Regions from separate parts of the Mus musculus genome. Here all the other regions are linked to region 1. The links are chromatin contacts, called in public HiChIP or PLAC-seq and promoter capture Hi-C maps. All regions are on one chromosome and are shown on one strand. The core of a region is the stretch at or near the end of the contact, and the rest is flanking DNA. Distances in the headings are between cores, read along the strand shown.

Region 1 (3,648 bases), core at 762-3,261:
TCTCTCTCTCTCTCTCTCTCTCTCTCTCTCTGTGTGTGTGTGTGTGTGTGTGTGTGTGTGTGTGTGTGTGTGTGTTATGAGCTCATAACAGCTGTGATGTCAGGGCTCAGATACTGTCAAACAGCAAAGACTTAGATGAGTTAGTTGGCAGGTGACTCCAAAAGCTGCATTTTTAACGAGACACCATGCTTTCAGTTAGGAAAGTAAAGACTGGCTACATTACTAAACTCCTGGTGAAAAACGACCAGACCTTGATGTAGGTCCAGTGAGATAACAAAGCTTACAGTCTTTACTGTGGGTAATGAGCCAGGATAGACTCGAGCTGAGTGAGGCAGATCCTGCTGAGTGGTCCTATGTACTGTATGATTCCATTATCACAGCACAGAATCAGGCGAGTCTGACGTGAGCATCAGAAACTGCTTGGGAGTTCCCATGTGGTCAGTGTGGTGACTGGAGGCCAGAGTGTACCTGGAGCACTGGCCAATGACTTTTCTCTTTCCCAGCTGTGCTCCAGGGAGAATTCTTGGCTGAGTGAGTCAGCTGGAAGTGCAGCTAGCATGCTTGCCGCCTAGACACATCTGCTGTGCTTCAGTTAAAGGGTAGCCAGAAAGATAAGGTAGTCTCTAGGTGAGCAGGTGTTCTGGAAAGAGTAGAAGGGCGGAAGGGAGGGAAGGAGGAAGGGGAGGTTCAGAGGAGAAGATGCTGTATTTGAACTTCACTGCTTAATGCATACCTGAGACTGGTTGATAGAGTACGACAGCAAGTCTTGGGAAGAAAATCCCATAACACACCTGTCGAAAATATTTTAAGGCTCCCATGGGGCTGGAGAGGTGGCTCAGTGTGTAATACACAGGCTGGACAGCTCTGAGAATGTGTGTTTAGATCCCCAACACCCAAGTGAACCTGAAACATGGTAGTGGGAGTTTGTACTGCTGGCCCTCCTCCTTCCAGATGGGAGGAAAGACAGGACAATCTGCAAGGATTGAATGCTAATCAATATTGTACATTAGCAGCGAACCAAAGGTAAATCCTGTCTCAAACAGGATTTGACAAGGCTAAGACTGAACTAACACCTGAAATTGTCCTATGATGCTCATAGACTTGCTGTACCCAGCAGCAGACTGAGACACATACACATGAATACACAAACTCTCTCACACACACACACACACACACACACACACACACACACACACACACACACACACACATCATGTGTACACACAGATTGTTTTTTAAAGAGAGAGAGAAGTTTCCATCAATGAATACAGATGGAACAGGGTGAAACTTCTGCCAGGTTGTTTACATAGAGGACTTGGGTCTCCACACACCCACCCCTTCCTCACTTAGTGTTTCTGGAAATCAGATTTCTCTGGGAGAACTCTGTTCCAAACACAAGGATGAATAGGGGTCACTGACCACACACCTCTGCCAACAAGAGTGAGTTCCATGGTCCTGGCCAGGCCAACTCCCAGCCTGGAGGTCCTTCCTGGCTCCCTGGTGCTCCTTTCTCATTCATGCAAATCTGCCTGTTCCCTGGTGTGGCAAATTTTCATGGAGCCCTTCCCATGCCTATCCTATGCACAACTGTCCTGGACCATCCTGGCTTCTGTCTGGTCCAGGAACTTACCAGCCTGTTTGAGCAGAAGCAGTCCTCGCTTGGCCTCCTCCAGGGGCAGCACGAAGGATGTCTTGGCTGTGTGGAAGCAGAAGCCACATTTGTAGTTGCACTGACGAGTGAAGTGGTAGTTGACACTCACGGGGGTTGTGGGCTGAGTGCTGTTCCCATCTTCCTGGGTCTCCTGGGTGTCCTCCGGCTCACCCCGGACCTGTGGCTGTTCCTTCCCGGGATCTAGCCACCCTAATGCTATTCTCAGCCAGCAGAACAGGATGGCCAGGCCACTCCAGAGGGAACCCAGCTGCTGCTGGAACAGGCTCAGCAGCCGAGCAGCTAGAGCAGTGGGCACCAGCATCCCCATGGTGATAGGCACACACCTGCTGCTGCCTGTAAGGGCTTATAAACTGTGGCCCAGCTAGCCACGCCCCCAAGCATTTGATCACTGTGTCACAAGGAGGAGGGAAACACCTCCCTTGACTCAGTTAAACAGAGTTTCTGTTTTCTGAAAATGAAAGTTGGACCAGAGCCAAGACTGAACCTTAGGACGCGCAGGCCAACTCACTGCCTTTCCTTGGCTTCCGGCTGCCCCTATAACCCCTGTAAACATCTGTCCTGATGACGCTGCAAGAATTCCAGCAGCCACGAGTTTCTGAAACAAGTTTCTTACAGACAGACATATAGCTGCATCCTTGCAGGCTGTTATTTTAACAAACAAACAAAATATTTGCATTAAGCCTCTTACAACGATTATCTATGCACACTCAACAATTTTTAAATATTCTGCTCTTTCCCCGCCCACCCACCCCCAAACAAACAAACAAAACAAAACAAACTCACCAAAACCCTAGAGTTTTGTAACTTGGTATGTTTATAGCTTGGTATGTAGCAAGTCAGTTGTATGTTGACCTTGACAGTGCCTGGCAACATTCTCAAAAGGACTCAAGACTGGTATATTCCAGGCAAACACAACAGAGAAATTTGGCAAAGTAAATTTAGTCATTTTATGTTTTTAAAACCTTTTTATTGAATACAATATAATAATACAATAATACAATATATTCTCATGTTTTCTTCTTTTCCATTCCTTCCAGATGCTCTCCACCTCCCTACCCACCCAACTTTATATTCTTTTTTAAGCTACTTTTTAACATATATTTTATTAGATATTTTCTTTATTTACATTTCAAATGTTATCCCCTTTCCTAGTTTCCCCTCCGAAAATCACCCATCCCCTCCTCCTCCCTCTGCTCCACAACCTACCCACTCCCATTCCTGGCCCTGACATTCCCCTATACTGGGGCATAGCACCATCATAGGACCAAGGGCCTCTCCTCCCATTGATGACTGACTAGGCCATCCTCTGCTACATATACAGCTAGAGCCACAAGTCTCACCATGTGTTTTCTTTTATTGGTGGTTTAGTCCCTGGGAGCTCTGGGGGTACTGGTTGGTTCATATTGATGTTCCTACTATGGGGCTGCAAACCTCTTCAGCTCCTTGGGTACTTTCTCTAGCGCCTTCATTGGGTACCCTGTGCTCCGTCCAATGGATGATTGTGAGCATAGCCATTTTAAAACTTGATTCCTTAATAATTGGTTCTTTTTTTAATGTTATTAAAGGACATATGGAGTAAATATTTCTCAAACTCCTCCATTTAAAGTTTTGCCAGTATGGTACAATGCTACAATCCTGAGAGTCACACTCTGTCTGCAGCACGTGGCTGGTGCCTTACCTCTAGGCAAGCTCCTGTGTTTCAGTAATAAGGTTCCTTGGGGCAACACATCTAACTTGCTTGGCTCAGTTCCTGGACCTCTCCTCTTTTGATGTCCCTCTGACATCTTTCGTTGGGAGCTCTGTGTTCTCAAGCTACTTCCTTTGTGTTGTTTCTAGTTCTTCCAGTGTCTGGGGAAGAAGAGAGAGTGCTTGCATACTCTTCTCACAGCCTAAGTGAAGGAAGGTCCAGACAATGCCATGGCTAACGACTGCAAGCCTGCAAGAGTTGGTAAGTGCTGTTTGAGGCACATTAAGAA
Region 2 (3,901 bases), core at 657-3,156, 1.3 Mb before region 1:
TTCTTTGGTGCTCTCCTCCTGTTCCTACTCAGCCCATCCAAAGTTCTTGCCTTCATCCCCCTCCCCCCAACCTAGAGTACATCTTTACATGACATATCCATGACTATTATTTAAAATTGTAATTTAATTTTATTTAATATGCATGAGTGCTTTGCCTGCATACATGCCTATGCTCCTTGTACATTCCCAGTGTCTGCAGAGTTCAGGAGAGAGCATCATATCCCTGGAAGTGGAGTTACAGATGATTGCAAGCTACCATGTGAGGTCTGGGCATCAAATCTAGGTCCATGTAAGAGCAACAAGTGCTCTTAACCATTGAGCCATTCTTCTAGCTGATATCCCTGGCTATTCTTTTTTCTTTTTGAGAAAAGCAGCAAATCTTTAACAAACTCTTTGCACAGGCCAGGTGTCCCAAGAACGTAACGCATATTTTTTTTCATTGAGACCTTATAGCCCCCAGAAGCAAACTGAGCCTTGAAAGACATGTAGTGACTTGTCTTAGAAGTCTCCTCATCAATCGCTTTCCTAGAAGAAGGATAAAGATATAGACATTGAAGACTGGAGCAATTGGTAGCAAACAGAAAGGCAGAAACAATGAGCTCTCCCACCCCCACAACCATCAGTGTGAAAAATGTCTTCCCTAGGGTAACATCCATGTATGCACGTGCGTGCACACACACACACACACACACACACACACACACACACACACACACACACACAGAGAGAGAGAGAGAGAGAGAGAGAGAGAGAGAGAGAGAGAGAACATGTATATGCAGGTAGCATTAAATGGTGAGTGGGTGTGTGGTAAAGGAGCTGGTGTCTGGTCCAAGTATGGCACTCAGAGGCCTATGGTAAGGCTCCTGGTCATTGTCCTGCAGGGCAGAGGGGACACATGACAGTATATAGTTGGCATGAAACAGATGCCTCAAGCTTGCTGTACAAAGTAAGCAGTAAATGTGCTTCTGGAAAGTGTATGTAGAGAGACATTTGGAGGTTGGATCTGGAGGCAAAGAGGAGGAGCATAGTGAGGGCCAGAGGACAGAGCACACTGAGGCCCCTGCAGAAAGCCAGAGGTAATTCATTGATGCCAATGAGGATAACAGACTCTCCAGGCCATGACAGATCACATGTGAGGACGAGTGTGGAAAGGGGTGTGGCATGTGGTCTGGCTTCTAGGTAGGATGCTCATGGGCACTGAGACCCTTCCTTCTGGCAGTGGGCCATGGGCCAGAGGCAAGGGGTGGGTGTGAGGATGAAGGGACTTTGAATGAAAGCTTTGGGAGACTAACATTTTAAGCCTCTCTACTGACCCATAGCTAAAGGTATGGAGGTGAGCACCCATTGCCAGAGTTGGGGATACAACCCCAGTGAGACAGTATCTTAGTGGGGGCATTTAGAGCACTGTTCACATGGCCCCATCCAGATGACTGAACCATGGTTTGAAGGTAACTGTAAGCTCAGAGAAAGGAAAGAGGAGCAGGAAGGGTGTGGGAATCTCCTGGCTCTATACTTGATCAACCACAAGTCCTCAAAGCCCAAAGCTTGATGAGGCAATAACAGTGTCCCTCTGCGCAGGCTCAGCATCTGTGCATCCTCATGCAAGCGAAGTGACTTTGGACCTGACAAGCTGTTCTCCAGCTCTTGTCACTAACCACCAAGTACAGCTAATTCAGCCTGCCTCCGGCTAAGGAGTTATCGGCCCTCCGACTGAAGGATGGTTTCCCCTAAGCACTGAGCTTCCCCTCTGGCAGAGCTAAATATCAACTATTTCCCTCGATTTCATGATTATTCATGGGAACTCTTGTCATTCTTGAGTGGGAAGTCATAGTAGGGAGATATAGATACCACTGAGAGGAAGAAGTGCCTGAGAACAGGGTCCTGTTTGTTACGGGTGGACTGCTGAGTCACAGCCAGCGCATACGCTGCCAACTCGGGTGAAACTACAGAAGTGGATGAGTGTCCAATCATCTAACCTGTGTTCAGGCAAAGGACCTGTCATTGGGATGAAAGTTTGCCCACATACTCTCCTGTTTCAGGCTTTGACAGTCAAATCAATTCAACATCTACAGGGACTTAAGAGGTGACAGATGATATGCTGCAGTGGGGAGAGAAGCGTGAAGCCCAGGCCTAATATGCTTGTATGGATGCAGTTACTTAAAACTGAGCATAAGAGGGGTTGGGGGTGGCTTAGTGATTCCCTATTACCCACATACAAGCATGGAGAGCCGCTATGGGAGAACATGGGAGGTGGAGGCAAGGGTTTCTGGGACAAGAGACCGAGCTAGACTAGACAAGTTGACAAGCTCCAGGTTCAGCAAGAGATGCTGCCTCAGTAAATAAAGTGGAGAATAAAGAAGAAAGGTACCGGATACAAACTCGTGGCCTCTACATACATATATGCACAGATATATTATCACATGTGTAAACTAATATGTATGTATGCATCATTATACACTCACACCCTGACCACAACCCCCCCCCCCCCAAAATCAAACTGGATACAGGAACCTTGTCATTGAACTGCCGTATGTGTGTGTGTGTGTGTGTGTGTGTGTGTGTGTGTGCATACATGGATGTTACTCTAGGGGAGACATTTTTCACACTGAATGGTTGTACTTGTCATTTTTCCAATCAGTGTAACAAAATGCCTTAAGGGAGTCAGAGTTTATTCTAGCTCACAGTATCATGATCGGCAGTGTGTTCATGTGATAGATAGGACACAGAGACTTCTGGCTTGAACTGAGTGTAGGAAACATTGTAACCTTCCATTTGTGACCTACCCCAGGAAAGGCTCTATGCACTTCCCACATTTTGCTCCTCACTAGGTAATAAGCATTCAAAACACTAGCCTGTGAAGCCCATCTCAGATTCAAGCAGTAACACGGGTAGTCTCTTAGTCCCATGGAAGGAGAGCAGGATTGAGCGCTTGGAGAAAGCACACTTTCTCACATGCCCAGCTGAAGGCAGCGTGTGGAGCCGGGTTCCTCCTGCTCTGTCTTTTCTATTTTTAATTTTTCTGTATCGGATATTTTCTTTATTTATATTTCAAATGCTTTCCCTTTTTCAGGTCTCCCCTTCAGAAACCCCATATCCCCTCCCCCCTCCCCCGCTTCTATGAGGGTGCTCCCCCAACCACCCACACACTCCTGTCTTCCCGCCCTGGCATTCCCCTACATTGGGGCATCAAACACCCTCAGGCCAAGGGCCTCTCCTCCCACTGATGTCCAACAAAGGCATCCTCTGCCACATATGTGGCTGGAGGCATGGGTCCCTCCATGTGTACTCTTTGGTTGGTGGTTCAGTCCCCAGGAGCTCTGGTGGGGGTGTCTGACCAGTTGACACTGTTGCTCCCTCCATGGGGCTGCAAACCTCCTCAGCTCCTCCAGTCCCTTCTCCAATGCCTCCATCGGGAACCCCTGAGCTCAGTCCAATGGTTGGTTCTGGCAGAGCCTCTCAGGAGATAGCCATATCAGGCTCCCTTCAGAAAGCACTTCCTGGACAATAGTGTCTGGGTTTGGACTGCATATGGGATGGATTCCCAGGTGGACCAGTCTCTGGATGGCCTTTCCTTCAGTCTCTGCTCCACACTTTGTCTTCATATTTCCTCCTGTGAGTATTTTATTCTCCCTTCTAAGAAGCACAGAAACATTCACACTTTGGTCTTCCTTCTTGGGCTTCATATGGTCTGTGAATTGAATTGTGGGTATTCCAAGCTTTTGGGCTAATATCCACTTATTAATGAGTGCATACCATGTGTGTTCTTTTGTGACTGAATTACCTCACTCAGGATGATATTTTCAGGTTCCATCCATTTGCCTGTGAATTTCATGAAGCCATTGTTTTTTAATAGCTGACTAGTATTCTATTGTGTAAATGTACCACATTTTCTATTTCCATT
Region 3 (3,893 bases), core at 572-3,071, 1.0 Mb after region 1:
CTCTGTTTTTTCCCATATTTGTTTTTCTTTTCACCTAAGAGCACTCGAGTTAATTAGACCCCAATTAAGCCACAGTGAATATCTAGATCTTGTTCACTCCTGACTCAGGAACAAAGTCACAGGTGGCCCTGGATCTTGATCTCAGATTGCAGAAAGGAAGGAAACAGCCTTCCTATGGATTTCAGCCGGGTGGCCTATTCAGCACAGGTTTTTAGAGCATGAAGCATACATTTGCCACTTTTTTTTTTCTGTGATGGACAATTATTTTTATCTATACTTAGCTTATTTATATTGCAATTGAGATGGGTAATTCTACCTGTGGACTACTGTTCTAAGTGGACAGAGAAAAGCTCTGTTAGTGAGCCAGGGTCTCTTGGATCGATAGCACTAGGAACCTGGCAGAATCCCATCTGCTAAATATTATTGATACACATCTTGAGTCCCCTTCTCTCTCTGGATGGTGCCAGCAGTGGTTGTAATTTTTATTTTATTTTATTTTTTTATTTTCTACATAAAATGTCCTTGAGGGCTAGGGAGATAGCTCAATCCTTAAAGTATCTGACAAGCAAACATGATGATCTTAATTCCTTACCAAGTATCCATATACAGTGGCACCCATCTGTAATCCCAGTGCTAGGGAGGCAGAGCCCTGAAGCTCAATGGTCAGCCAGCTTCATTGAATCAGTGAGCTCCAGGTTCTCTTGAATCAAAACCATGTAAAGTAGAGAGCAGTTGTGGAAGAGATTCTGGCCTCAGTATATATGTGCACATATGCATGTTGGCACTGCGTGCGCGCGCACACACACACACACACACACACACACACACACACACACACACACACACACAGGTAGAGGAGGGTAACCTGGACACCTGAGCATGTATATGTATTACATAGACACATATACAATGGTGGACAAGTACATTTAAGGCATTTACCTAAAAATACATTTTCTATTTTATGTATACAAATGCAAATATATTTAAATTGTACTATGATAAGATTAGAACTTTTAGGTTCAGAATATGAATAGGTTGCCTGATACTAAGTGATTTTACTCTAACAAATAAGCAAGTGTGTGTGTGTGTGTGTGCGCGCGCGTGCGTCGTATGATCACTTAATCTTTCCTGCTCAATGGAATGCAGATGCAGAGCTACTGAGAAAACCCCCCACACATTATGTCACATATTGAGAGATGCATTCTGAGAAAGTATTCATGTATTGTAGACTTTAGAATCCACTACCTGTTAGGTAACTTTGTAATTCCAGTGTGAATGACATCTTTACATTTACACAGCACTAGAAAAAAAAAAAACACAGCAGTTCTTACAGCACACACAAGTGATGCACCTTCAATTTTCACAGAGAAAATGACATTCTAAAAGCATAAAATATACTGATTTTCCAAATCCTAATCCATGATTAGATGGGAGTCTGTCTCCTAGGAAATATGCAAATGGAGAGGAAACAGGAGTAAAATCCTGCTGCAGAATCAAGCCTGACAGAGAATCATAAAAGAACAAGCTTCACTGAAAAATGGTCGAGGAGCAGCTCTCCCTTGCTTCAACTTCACCTGTTTATGAACCTGCTCCAGCAGAAGGCTGTTCCCTCCCTCCCTCTGTGCCCCAGGCTCACGTAATCTGGACCCAAGAATCATCTCCAGACAATTGTGGCTGCAACTTTACACCTCCCCCAATGCCAGGGTAGAAAATTTGGCCCACCCCAATGACACACCACTAATTAAGCTGGAGCACAGAGCCTGCTTGCAGAGAGCAGTGGTGTCGACAACCGGCCTCCAGGGGATAGAGTTTCGAACTGCTGTCAGCAGCCGTCCACATCTGGGCCCTTAAAGGGGAAGGAGCCACAAACATCTGCCAAGATACCAGGCCAGGAAGGCCTCTCTGATGTGTAAAGACTGCACTTGTTGGCTTTCTGCATTCTTGCCTGCAGGATTTTGGAAGCCCCTATAGCAAGCTACCTGTCCAGGCAAAGGTGGAACCAGAAGACAGGCAGTCCCTCCTTCAACTGCTGAGAAGAGGGAAGGGCTGAGGATCTCTTGGCTTCCAGGCGTACTAGGCTCCCCCTGGTCTTCAGAGCTATTACTGCAGGAGGTTGGCTTTATTCAGGACTCCTGATGGCTCCCCCACCCCCCCTCAGGCTTTTGTAAAAACCACAGGGTGGGGCCTAGCTTTAGTCCTTAAACTGCAGCCCTTAAGCTCTAGGAGTTTGCCAGGCAAGGGAGCCTGCAGGGTGGGAGTGGAGGGTGAGATACTCTTAGAGGGTGTATATGTGCTCAGGGGCAGAAACACTTCCCTCCCCTCCAGAATGAAGTTTGCTTCAAACAATTGACTGCAAAAGGAGTTCCCTTACTACTTTTATAAGGAGTTCAAGCTGGGCCAGGCCCAAGGTTTGTGATCTCTGGGAATCTCAAGGAAGATCAGGAGTTCAAGGTAGCCTTTGCAACTTAGCAAAGACCTGCTTTAAAATAAAAAGTAGAAGACAGGCTGGGTAGAAGGCTCAGCTGTTAGGAGAGCTGGCTGCTCTTGCAGAGTGACCCAGGTTTGAGTCCCTGTACCATTGCTCATGACTACCTATAGCTGTAGTTCCAGGGGATCTGATGCTTTCTGGCCTCTGGAGGCACCAGGCACACAGTGGTGCACAGACATATATGCAGCCAAAGCACCCATACACGTAAGATAAAAATAAATGCCCCCCCCCTTTAATAGTAAAAGGAGAGCTGAATGACATAGTTCACAGAATAGTTGCTGCTTAGCAGGAACAAAGACTTGGGTTACACCCTCAGTGTTACACAAGAAAAGGAAAAATCAAATCTTGGAAAAAGTAAGTCTTCCATTTTCAGTAGAGAACTGTAATCTATAATTTTTGCCAACTTCTTTTTTTTTAAAAAAAGAAAACAGAGAGACTCCTGTAAAGAATGAATGCTGATCTAGATCTGGACTGGGTCACTCCCTTTGGGAGTATTTTTTATGCAGATTGAGACCAGCATATGGCTGCAAGTCATTAAAAAATAGATTAGACATCAATGTAGAAAACATGAATAATAATGTATGTACTACGAGGGCTGAGGGCTGTAAAAAATCTATCCATTATTCAGAAATTGTTATGCAGACTGTATCTAGAACAAGCCCCTCTGTGGGAAAGATGGGGAACTCTTCAGGCAGACTTCAAGCACCCGGTAGGATAGGTGCATGTATGTTTTTAGTATTTCCTACTATTAAAATATATGCCAGCAATACATTGGCTTTTGTCAGTGTACATGTGTTTGTAAGACACAGGAATGGTGTCAGCTAAGTTGTTACTCTGATCCAGTCTGAGAGACTATTGAAATTTATTCTTTTTCTTTTCTTTTTAGACTTTTCAGTTTCTTCTTCCCCTCTGTTTTTCATCCTCCCTCTCGCTAATTATTTATTATGTGAGGACATGTATATTAAGAAATCTCAAAATAACTTCTTGTTCAGATTAGAATATAAACAGCTGACATTAGTTTTTTTTTAGTACATGAAAAAACAAAACAAAAGAAAACAAAACAAACCCAACCCAGGTTCAAATCCCACTTCTACAGGTTCTTTGTGTGACCTCACTACATGATATCCTCACCAGGAAGTAAAAGTAATGACATTTGTCCTATCCCTCAGTGGAAATGACATAAAGGTGGCTAAAGTTGTTAGAAAACTATCTGAAACATGGAATTTTATGGAAGTATTTAGGTATACTGGCACCTGCAGGTTGGCAGTGAAGGGCAAGACAACGTAAGGTGAACATTTGGGAGTCAGCTAGCTTTCTCCAGCTCTCATAGGGGAGTGCTGAGTCCAAGGCTCAACAGAAAAGCAGATTAGTTGTACAACAGGCAAGAGCTCAGGAGAGCTGAACC
Region 4 (3,722 bases), core at 998-3,497, 1.2 Mb before region 1:
CTCTCCAGCAGGGTCCTCTGTTGGGACTTTTCTGGAGCTTCCAGTCATGGAGTGCTCTGTGATGTACCTGGCCAATCTCCTGGCTCTTCCCTGTTTCTAATGTCTGGCATCACCCTTTGTTGTTTCCCGATTCAGTGCCCAAGAAGACAGAGCTGTGTGGATCCCTGGAGGCAGACACAGGGGTTAGAGTGGTGAAACAGGTCATCAGGCCTTGGATGGAAGCAGGTGATCGTGGGGTTTTCAGATCTGATCCACCACCCGTGGAGACATTCTGGGGTCCATCCTATTGAACACCAAGCTCCAGCTCTGACTCACCTTAGGGCCTGGTCCCTTTTCACTCTGGTTCTTCTCACTATGGTCCGACCTGTGTTTGACCACGCAGCTTTGTGACTCTGTTCACCCTGGTCTCTTCTTCCATGATAGGACGTCTATTTCCCCTTGGTGCTGCTGAAATGTTCTTACCCTTTGGAAGCTTTGGCTCTCTGCTTTGGTTTTTTTTTTTTTTTTTTATCCTGGCAATGACAGTGAAAGCCTACAGTGAGATGTTTGTCTCATTCCCCGTGATGCGTTCTTGGAGGTAGGCATGTGCTCACAACCATCCATAGTGCCCTGCAGTGTTTGAACATACAAGGGCTCAACATTCCCTTCGATGTTGTTTGGGTTTCATTTCCTTTGTGGATCACCATGCAATTGAAGAGATACTTCATAGGGTCTGGGCTCAGAGCCTGTTGCTCCCATATATCTAGACTGTGTGCCATAAAACCTTACCACACTGACATGATGGGGAATACCCAGGACTGTCGAAAGGGGCATATTTTATTACAGGTTCTGTATATTTATATGTTTGTGAGTATGTGTTTGCATGTGAGAGTGTATATATATGTATATATGTATGTATGTATGTATGTATGTATGTATGTATGTATGTATGTATGTATATTTCTCTGTGTGTGTGCTTTTTATTGTATTTTGTAGATTTGTAACTATGTATGAATGTATTTGCGTGTTTGTTTGCAAGCACATTTGTATGTGTGTGTTAGGTTTGTGTTTGTGAGTGCATTGTGTGTGTGTGCTTACCAAATTTTAACAGGTAACCATAGTAGTTGTATATTGTACCTACGGGAAGTCACTCTGTCTCCAGTTATCCCATACTCCTGCTATTTTGTCCCCTTACCCCCACCCTCACCCCCATCCCTGAGGGGCTAGTGATAAATATAAGAGGCAGAAAGACGCTCTTCTGAAGTATTCTTATCAGTGGTGCCATTTACAACGGATTGTGTGAAGCGTTTTTCAGGGCGAGCTATTTTAGGACACTGTCCTTTGATGTAGGGTACCCTAATCACACCCCTGGGCATTCAGCCCTCATCTCTCCAAGCACCTCTCATTCCTAGTGGTGTGATTATATCTTCCACTGTTCACAGTTTCTTTTTTCTTTCTTCATACTGGTGTAAGAAAATCAATTATTTAAGGTGATTGCTTTGATCAGCAGCTATGGGTTTTCAATGGCAAAAACCCTCAGCTGTGCAGTTCCCTGCCTGCCTCTGCCCTCTCAGCATGGAAGCAGCCCTTCTGGGGGCCACCTTGGTGTCTCTGTGTTCTGTCACCCCCTGTCATGAGCAACAGTCAGCCAGGCTCCTCACTGAACACAGCCTGCTGTGATTGTGGAATTCCCATAGTCCCTTTCATCTGACAGCACTGCCCAGTCTCGGTTAAGTGGCCACTCAAGCTCTGAGTGAAGACTCTTATCTAGACCTCTTCAAAGAGGCTGGACAGTGGAATTGTTCCCTGTCTGTCCTGCACGGGCATCTTAGTGGTATTTACTAATATGCTGCTTTTCTTAGTTGGGTGGAAAGAATTGGAGGTCGAGAGGGAGCTGTGTAAATTTGCATTTATGTCATATTAATGAGGTACTAATTGCTCTTGCAACCTTTTAAATGCAAATGACTCTAGTCTGGTTTTCATTGTCCTGTACCAGGCCTCTAGCCTTCCAGCCTCTCTACTGTTGTCAAAGTAATTATTAATGTCCCTGTTAATAAAGAACAAGTTTCATGTCTGGGTTGTTCACTGCTACATGCAGGAGATCTTGTGAGGCTAACAAGGTCATTTCAACATTGTTAAGGTCATTTAAAAAAAAATCACAGTGTCTCTGAAAAGCCAGGGCCATTTGCAAAGTGTGCTGTAGTTAACAGCTGTGTGCTGAGTAAGGATGGAAAGGGTTAACCCACAGGAAGCTGTGAAGTCACTAATGCATCTAATGCTCTCAAGGCTCCATTTCCGGTCTCTTTTCTGCAATAGCAAAATGATATGGGGTGGAGGGTAGATTCACATGCTGGAGTTCAAGGCAAAAGGAAGAACATGTGAACGCTCCTTGTCATATCTTAACTGGAAAGGGAGAAAAAGAACAGAAACATAAACACAAGTAGCTATGAAGTCCAGCATTGCCCATTGTTACTAATGTCACTGCTGTCATGATATCTAGAATGGACACAAAGGCCACAGGGGCCTGGGAACCACACTGATTGAAAACCCTGGATCATAACACTGGGTTACCAAAGAAGTAAATGGCGAACTGTGTTAGTTCTGACAGAAAGGCTGGCAGTTTCTTCCCCTTGGGTTTTTCTGCATTATGTCTTAGTCTTGTCAGTTTCTCCTTAAGTTCCATCTTGCTCATGTCATTGTCCTAGCCCTGAGCAATCTTGTGGGTGGTTGTTGATTCTGGCATGAGGGTTTTAATCCTGCTATAGATGGCCCTGCTGTAGGAGCTGGGGTCTTGAGTTTTTCTTGGACTCACTGTTTTGTTTTGTTTTGTTTTGTTTTGTTTTGTTTTGTTTTGTTTTGTTTTGTTTTGTTTTGTTTTGTTTCATAAGAATCATAGCCCCCTCACTGCCTCTGAGAACACTTGCTGGGTATCTGGTGTCTGAGTATTTGTGGGTGTGGCTGTTTCAGGTTTTCCTAGGTATAGGTGGGCCAATAAGAATAACAAATAATTCCGATGATAAAAAAATTATTTGGTATATGCCAAGCCAAAGATGGATGTGGGTTTTGGATTAAGAAAGTATTTGGGTTTGTTTCCCATTTTCATCAGTGTGTGTCTGTTGTGTGTGCAGGTACATATACAGGTATGTACACATGCATGTGGAGGTTGACCTTGGGACTCATCCTTTATAACTCTTCCACCTTATTCATTGTGGTGGGATCACTCAATCCAACCCAGAGCTCACCTCCTGGCTAGTCTTAGTCACCTTGCTCTGAGGATCCCCTTCTAAAGCTGGGGTTACAGGCAGGCCGTCACACACCTGACATTTATGTAGGTGATGGATATCTAATCTCCATTCTTTGTGCTTGTATACCTAGGGCTTACCCACTAAGCCATCTCCCAAGCCTGTGTGTGGTTTATAATCAGGCTATTTTTGTTTTTTAAGCTTGGTATTTTAAATTAAATTTCAAATTCTTTGGTCTCTGTTTTCTTAACAGCTAATGAGAATAAGGTATATTTGGAAGGGGCTACAAGGATGACAGAAACAGTCTGTGCAAAGAAGCGTGCTCACACAGGAACCTGCCCATTTGCAGTTCCCCTCTTTGTGGGAAGAAAACCCTTATTTTCACAAACATTTGCTCAATTCTGTGTTCCCCAAGTTGAAGAACCAATGACTGCCAAGTGTGGTTTTGAGTAAGCTTGAATTTAAGTAAGGTTAGTATTAGTATGGTGTGTGTCTGTACAC

The links. Promoter capture Hi-C pulls out the DNA fragments that hold promoters and counts their contacts. HiChIP or PLAC-seq counts read pairs in DNA pulled down with a chosen protein or histone mark.
Region 2: an H3K4me3 HiChIP or PLAC-seq map of bone marrow-derived macrophages shows a contact between it and region 1, with 3 times the contacts expected there. The contact joins the enhancer-like site here to the promoter of Rsad2 in region 1. A contact is called at or near these places in 5 of 39 promoter capture datasets (the HPC-7 cell line, hippocampal neurons, liver and 1 more), 1 of 484 Hi-C or Micro-C datasets (B cells) and 1 of 115 datasets of contacts at active chromatin or transcription factors (bone marrow-derived macrophages).
Region 3: a contact with region 1 is called in a promoter capture Hi-C map of hippocampal neurons, with 2.6 times the contacts expected there. The contact joins the enhancer-like site here to the promoter of Rsad2 in region 1. A contact is called at or near these places in 7 of 39 promoter capture datasets (the 3T3-L1 cell line, embryonic stem cells, frontonasal cranial neural crest and 4 more).
Region 4: a promoter capture Hi-C map of the HPC-7 cell line shows a contact between it and region 1, with 3 times the contacts expected there. The contact joins the enhancer-like site here to the promoter of Rsad2 in region 1. A contact is called at or near these places in 6 of 39 promoter capture datasets (the 3T3-L1 cell line, the HPC-7 cell line, hematopoietic stem and progenitor cells and 3 more) and 1 of 9 other capture datasets (liver).

Annotation. Positions count from the first base shown.
Region 1 is chr12:26,454,441-26,458,088 of GRCm38.p6, forward strand. It overlaps Rsad2 (radical S-adenosyl methionine domain containing 2), which reads right to left and starts at 2,012. Exons shown (of 6, transcript NM_021384.4): 1 at 1,631-2,012. The coding sequence starts at 1,979.
Region 2 is chr12:25,201,970-25,205,870 of GRCm38.p6, forward strand. The region is part of intron 6 of Gm36287 (a long non-coding RNA gene); the gene reads left to right. Among named protein-coding and RNA genes, the nearest start is that of Gm36441, 5.7 kb to the right of the region's middle. Within about 2 kb of position 1,907, at least 30 of the 459 cell types and tissues checked have an H3K27ac peak or open chromatin away from gene starts, as enhancers often do. A contact at or near this core is called in bone marrow-derived macrophages and neutrophils, where this site is marked.
Region 3 is chr12:27,501,135-27,505,027 of GRCm38.p6, forward strand. No RefSeq gene overlaps it. Among named protein-coding and RNA genes, the nearest start is that of Gm4166, 95 kb to the right of the region's middle. Within about 2 kb of position 1,822, at least 35 of the 459 cell types and tissues checked have an H3K27ac peak or open chromatin away from gene starts, as enhancers often do. A contact at or near this core is called in hippocampal neurons, stem cell-derived epiblast-like cells and trophoblast stem cells, where this site is marked.
Region 4 is chr12:25,292,339-25,296,060 of GRCm38.p6, forward strand. No RefSeq gene overlaps it. Among named protein-coding and RNA genes, the nearest start is that of Gm46343, 9.6 kb to the right of the region's middle. Within about 2 kb of position 2,248, at least 27 of the 459 cell types and tissues checked have an H3K27ac peak or open chromatin away from gene starts, as enhancers often do. A contact at or near this core is called in the HPC-7 cell line, where this site is marked.